Regions from separate parts of the Rattus norvegicus genome. Here region 1 is linked to region 2. The links are chromatin contacts, called in public Hi-C maps. All regions are on one chromosome and are shown on one strand. Each heading gives the region's core, a stretch centred on a gene start, on an enhancer-like site or on the middle of the called end of the contact. The rest is flanking DNA. Distances are from core to core; before and after follow the strand shown.

What was found. A called contact is a pair of places that touch in the nucleus more often than the background predicts.
Region 1: a Hi-C map of psoas muscle shows a contact between it and region 2, with 2.8 times the contacts expected there. The contact joins two enhancer-like sites. A contact is called at or near these places in 3 of 12 Hi-C or Micro-C datasets (Schwann cells, prefrontal cortex and psoas muscle).

What each region holds. Positions count from the first base shown.
Region 1 is chr17:15,838,674-15,842,087 of GRCr8, reverse strand. No RefSeq gene overlaps it. Among named protein-coding and RNA genes, the nearest start is that of Trnaa-ugc8, 18 kb to the right of the region's middle. Within about 2 kb of position 1,422, at least 2 of the 93 cell types and tissues checked have an H3K27ac peak or open chromatin away from gene starts, as enhancers often do.
Region 2 is chr17:15,683,626-15,687,055 of GRCr8, reverse strand. No RefSeq gene overlaps it. Among named protein-coding and RNA genes, the nearest start is that of Ninj1, 17 kb to the right of the region's middle. Within about 2 kb of position 1,900, at least 38 of the 93 cell types and tissues checked have an H3K27ac peak or open chromatin away from gene starts, as enhancers often do.

The DNA of each region.
Region 1 (3,414 bases), core at 173-2,672, 160 kb before region 2:
ATTCCAGGGCAGCTTAGTGTCCCAGCTCTCTTAAACTTAATTCACCACAAGAAAGAACATACAACACAATAACCTCTGACCCAGTTGATAAGATATAATTGCCCACCTAAACATACAAAGCCCTGTACACATCCAGCCCTTAAGAACATTCATAACAACCTGTACAGGTGCAGAGTGGAATCTTAACATCCGTCTCCATGTTCTCCCCGAGGCTTCCTCTGCCTTCCTCTGTCTCCTCCTCGTCCCTCAAACTTTCCTCCCACCCGTCCTTCCTTCTCGTCCAATGACAGGCCTTGCTATCTTGTATCTGCCTTCACCTGCACTATGATCCCATAGTAGCTAAGGAAAATTGTTCAGCCCCACTTCCTGTCTGCTCTCTGCCTCCTGTTCTACAGCGTGAGGCCTCAGTTATACTCTCTAACCACCATGGTGCCACCATTTGTAACGTTTTCTCCTCTGTGATGAACTGAAGATCCTCAAACTATAAGCCAGACCCCTTCCTCCTCTGGTCTATTTGTCAAGTGTTTGGTCCCAGCCATGAAAAACAGCTAACATTGAAAGGAAATTTTAAAGGGTTTTGAAGCTTGATTTTTTTTTTCATGTTTAGTGTTACAAGATCGCTGCACCAATATTCTGCCACACTATTGTCTTTTTTTTTTTTTTTTTTTTTTTTGGTTCTTTTTTTCGGAGCTGGGGACCGAACCCAGGGCCTTGCGCTTCCAAGGTAAGCGCTCTACCACTGAGCTAAATCCCCAGCCCCCACACTATTGTCTTAACGGGATAATACAGCCAGCCATGTTTCATTATGTGACTATGCGTTTATGTGTAGGGAATCTACGGAATAAATTTTTTTTATTTTGAAAAAAATTATGAAGTTGCTGAGTAGCCAGAAGCAGATTTTTTTTTAATTGTCTGAGTAGTCTGTCTGCATATACACCTACATACCAGAAGAGGGCATCAGACCCCCTTTATAGATGGTTGTAAGCCATCAGGTGAGTGGTGGGAATTAAACTTAGTACCTATGGAAGAGCGGCCAGTGCTCTTAATCGTTGAGCCGTCTCACCAGCCCCCCAGAAGCAGGTTTTTAATAAGCTTGTCCCAGATCACTTGAAAATAACTTGTCGACATGACACACTTGCCTGATCCTGAATATTTAATACCTGTTTCCCCCATACGAGGACATTTTCTTCTACTGTTTAAAACAGTCAAGAGATCCACAGTGCTAAGTCATGAACACCTAGTTCTCAGAACCTGTTCCCATTTTGTCAATTGTCCTATTAATGTCCTCGGCAGTCAGAGTCTCCGAATCAGATTTCAGCAATGACTCTGCAAGTCCTGGACCCAACTATAGCAGAGGTGGCCTGTGACAGGCTGGCCAGGGAGCACGATGAGGGTCAGGAGTGTGCTAAGCCTCAGAGACATGCCGCTGCCCTTCCTCCACTGCTGAACATGATGGCAGCTGCTGGGGACAGCTGGGGCTTGGCTGCCTTGGAGTCACCCTCTGCAGCTTCCCAGAAGCTTGCGACCTGGAGGCTATGCTGAGCGACAACTGCCATTCCACACATTCTGATGTTTCTAACCTGCCATTCTCACACCCCGCCCACACTCTTCCTCCCTCAGGGTTACTTACAGCACAGATTAAAGCTCCTGGGTGCCTGAGAGGACTTGGTTTGCTCGCTTCTTTGTTTTACGGTAGTCTTTATTAAATAGAAGAGATATATGTTATACCTTGACCTAATTCACACAAATAAATATCAAAGTCATTGAAAGAACACTCTACTGTTAATCCTTCTTCTATTGCTTACTCCTTCTTACGGTTTTTGTTTTAGATTTTTTTTTAATGTATATGCTTTTCTGCCATATGTCTGTGTGCACCTTGTGCATGCCTAGTGTCCTTGGAGAAGAGGGTGTTAGATCTCTTGGAACTGTAGTCGCAGACAGTTGTGAGCCACCATGTGGGTCCTGGGAATTGAACCCGGGTCCACTGCAAGGGCAATCGATGCTTGAACTACTGAGCTAACTCTCCAGCCACTATTTTATGTTATTCTTTTAAACGTGTGTGTCTATGTGTGTTGTTGTAGATGGGTGTTATGAAAGTTTCTGTAGTGTATGCATGTGTGCCTATGACAGCCTGTGAAGGCCCAAGGTTGATGTCAGCTGTTTTATTTTGATCCTACGCTCAACTTTTTTATTAAAACATTTTAAAAGAATTGCTTATGATGGAGTGACTGTTTGCAATGTGTGCCTGGTGCCCAAGGAGATGTCAGACCCCTTGGAACTGGAGCTGCAGATGGTGCTGGGAACTAAGCCCAGATTCTTGGCAAGAGCAGAGTGCTCTGAACCCCGGATCCATCTCTCCAAACCCCATTTTATTTTTAAATATAATCTCTTTATTAATTATTTTGAGACTTTCATACATGCATACGAATCATGATCATGTCCACCCACTGTCTTCTCCCCTAAATCCTCCCAGATCTATCCTACCCTGTCATCCTCCCAACCTCATGTCCTCTTTTTTTTTTTTTTGAATAATTCAATTTGTGCTCCTCATATACCTATGAGTTATGAGTGCGGGCCATGCACTGGAGCATGACCAACCTGCCAGCACAACAGCCTTAAAGAAAACTGTTTCAAGTCAGGTGGTGGTGACACATGCCTTGAGTCCCAGCACTCAGGAGGCAGAGGCAGGCAGATCTCTGAGTTCAGGACCAGTTTGTTCTACAGAGCTAGTTCCATGACAGCCAGAGCTACACAGAGAAAATACCAGAAACCAACCAAGCAAACAAACAAACAAAAAAGGAGAAAGGAAGGAAGGAAAGAAAGAAGGAAGGAGGAAAAAAGGAAGGAAGGAAGGAAAAAAGGAAGGAGGAAAAAAGGAAGGAAGGAAGGAAAAAAGGAAGGAAGGAAGAAAGGCACAGGGCATATCTCCTGAGAGGTGGCTTTAGGTGGTATGCCATAACAACTGTAGGGTTACATGTGCTGGACCAGGAAGTCTGGAGGCCAGGGACACAATAAACGACATTGGATGGAAGCCATCAGCTTATTCCAGAATGGGGGTCTTTACACAGGACAGATGTCCTGGCTTCCTCAACCTACAGAGTCTGGAAAGAAAAAGTAGAGGGGGGAAGAACCACTTCAGAGGAGAGGGACTGAGAGGAACCTGGGCTGTGGGCCTAGTTCCTACTGGACTGGAACAAAGCAACTACATTATGGAATGTGGAGACAGCCAGGAGGTCCGATCATGAACTAAAGGTCAGATCCTAAGCAGTGACTGCTGTTGGTCCCAGAGAGTCACACTTCAGTACTTACGCTCTAAGTGGATGCTGTAACTCCGCCGCAAATAAGGAAAACGGAAAAGGAGGGGGCGGGGAGACAGGGCACAGCTGGGAAAGGTGAGCGGTGACGAGACACGAG
Region 2 (3,430 bases), core at 651-3,150:
GTGGCCCTGAAAAACAGGCAGAAGCCCTCGGGAAGGACGCAAAAATTCAGGAGTGTGAGAAAGGCCTTTCCATTCATCCATGCACACAGAAAGAACCTTTCTCTGTGTTTGACTCACACATTTGCACAGAGAGAGACTCTGGGAAGAAACAGACCTGAATTCAAAAATAAGAGTGTTTGCATGGGAGGGGTGCGGGCTGAGCAGGTGGAGTCATTTTAGAATCCAAACAGTTGCTGGATATGGCTATTCCAAAAATGAAGTCGAAACAGAGGATGCTGAACACATCTTGCAACTGGCGGCAGGCAGTGAGAACGCCGAAAACCATTAAGATGGTCGCTCGGCGTGGGCGGGCCATGTGCCGTGAGAATTCTACTGCAACTCGTCTATTAGAGAAAAAGGAAGAGGTGGGAGTATGGCTCAGTGGTAGAGCACCTGATTAAAGCCACACACACCCCCAGTGAGGGGCTGGGTTGCCTTGGCATCTGCCTACCCCCCGCCCCCACCCTCCAGTGAGGAGCACCTGCTGAGAATCACCCAGTGAGGGGATTGGGGTGTGGTTTAGCAGTAGAATGCTTGTCTAGTCTTCAGGAGGATCTGGGTCCCCCATACTGCAAAAAGAATAAAGGAAGGGAAAAAGGAGATAAGAGAGAGGAAGGGAGGGGAGGGGAGGAGGGAAAAAAGGGAGAGGGAAGCTCTGTTGGGCTGAGCGCTGTTTAATGGGACAATTGAGGCAGGTGGCACAAGCAATGGATCTCCATGGTGTGATGGGGACAGAGCCCTGCAGGATGACCTTGAAGGATGAAGTTTGACCTTGCACATACCAGGGCTCTCAAGGGTCAGTCAGTGTGGAGCCGCTGGAGACCATGGCTGAACACACACAGAGTTTTGCAAATCCGAAGTTCTAGGGCAGAACACATTTTGAACCTGTGATGGCATCTGTGGACCCACTTAGTGACCCGCTCCCCTCCATAGCCTCTGGTCGCATTGAGGACCTCAGGAACAAGGAGTTTCATGACATACCACTGGATTTCATGCTGTATAATTGAGCTACAATGAATGTGTACACTGTAAGCTTCAGAAGTTACCAGAACTGGTTAAAACCAGACCTGTGCCACAGAGGTGGCCCAACGGCCGCTTCGTTCTTCCTGAGACCTAGGAAACCTGAACTTCAGTTGAAAACATGGCTGCCATAGAAACTGCATCTCCCAAATTCTCTTGTGGCTAGGTAGAGCTGCCAGTCTGACCATTGGATATAAGTGAGGGCATCTAGAAAGTTTCAAACAGCTCCAAGAGTGGGGGTGTGCCTTTCTCTCGTTCCTTACTGCTGGCCGGGTTGAAAACTTGATGCCTGGAACACAGTCAGCTCTGTGGGAGCAGGAGGTGGGGCTATCTATTGAAACTAATCACGCAGGAAGAGAGGAAAGTGAGTTCCTGAGGGTGTAGGTTCCCACCCCAAGCCCTTCCTGACCCTCAGCCTGGCTTTTATGCCGAGGAAGAAATATCTGTCTTATTAAGAACTTCATTTTTGTGGTACTCATAGTCACATTGGACCCTGAATGGCCAAATGTATACAGTGCTTGGCCTGGGGCCTGGCTCATCTAATGTGTCAGCTGAGCATCTGACCAAGTCACACAGCTATGACCAGAACTGGAGAGGGTTGGATCTAGGCTGCATCTCCGGGACTCCTGGGAGCCTGGAAAACAAGGAGACAAGGAAACATAAAATCCTACACAGCCCCCACTGCAGCCCAGGCCCTGTGGGGTCATGAGCTATCAACCTTCAAAGGCCACGCTGCCCACACGATGACCGCCCCAGCTGGCACAAAGCATCACCTAACAAGAAGCCATGTGTCAGCCACTCGCCTCTCTGACCACATGGTCTGCCAACTGCATTCGTTTTTTTCCTCTGGGTGATGTGTGCACCAGCTCTCTTTTCCTGGCCATCTGCTGTTTGGGTGGCAGGCGAGCCCTCTGGGTGCCAACAGAATGGCAGCCAGTGACGGGAACAGCTCCACAGGAAAATGGGCTGTGCGTGGGAGGCCCAAATGTTGGACTGCAGCCTGCAGGGTGGACAGGGTGCCAGGTGTGGGAACTGGTGGTATCCTCAGCATCTCAGCCCGGGGTCTGACTGAGCCTTTGTCTCGGGCTCCCAGAGTGAGTACTTTGTAAGAATAGGTTTATGGGAGAACTGAGAGTGGAGAGAGATTTGAGAAGTGGGGTGGGAGCAGGGAGCACAGAAGTCACCCCAGCCTAGCACCAGCAAACTTCTAAGCATGTGCATAGGCTCTGGAGGGTTCCGTTACCAGTCACTCTGAGCTTCACTCTGCCTTAACACTGAGCAGGTGCCGGGGTAACCCCCCCCCCATCACCTCTGCACTCACTGGGTAGCATGTTGTGTCTGACCACCCATGTTCATGAGAGTCAGGACACGGGCACAACTCGAATGTCCATCAGGAGATAAAAAGGTAAGCAACTTGGCTATCCACGTGACTGAATGTTATTCAACCCTGAAAAGGAAGGAAGTCCATGCGTCCACTCTGACGTGGATGGCTGTGTGGACACTGTGGGGGCTGGGGAGAAGGAGTCAGTTCCAGGAGAACCACACAGTATACGGCTTTACAGAATGAGGTCTCTAGAGTGGTCAGAACCAGGGAAACAGAAAAGTAAGTAGATTGGGGCTGTTGCCAGCTTTTGGTTTCTGGGAAAACGAAAGGGTCCAGAGATTTGTTACACACACACACACACACACACACACACACAGAGAGAGAGAGAGAGAGAGAGAGAGAGAGAGAGAGAGAGAGAGAGAGAGATATTAAAATGGTTAAAAATAATAATACATAAAATACTTATAAATGGTACGAGCATCCGAGCGGGAGCCCCACAGGGAGGGCACTCAGAGAGGCAGGCAGACTGGGAAGTGTCTACAGCAGTTTCAGGCTAGGCGAGACTGCAGGCAGCTTGGAATCATCTCTGAGCATGAAAGGCTTGGGAAAGGCCTGACTCTTCTGGAGCCCAGAGGAACCCGGCGTCCCGCAGCGCCGCAGCGCCCTCTGCTGGTCAGGCCTGGCAAAGCGCTCAGCGGGAAGGACTTGCAGTACCTTGGAGCCTCCAGCAGGCTCTTGGGCCCGGAACTGGACTCCGCCATTGAGAAAAAAAGAAAGAAAACGAGAGAAGGCAGGCAAGCGGGATGCCGGTCTCAGCCTTTTGGGAAAGGTGGGGTGGGATGTTAGGGTACAGAACTGCGAAAAGATTTATAACACGTGTATCAGAAAAAGAAATAATGTAAAGACTTGAAAAAAAAAAAAAAACAACCCAACACAGAAAAGATGAAAAACCAAGTTTTTAGACTTAGGCACCACAAAGAGATGTGAAAGTCAGGCCTGTGGCAAATGCCTGTAATCCCAGCTACGCCATAGAAGGCAGGAGGGTCA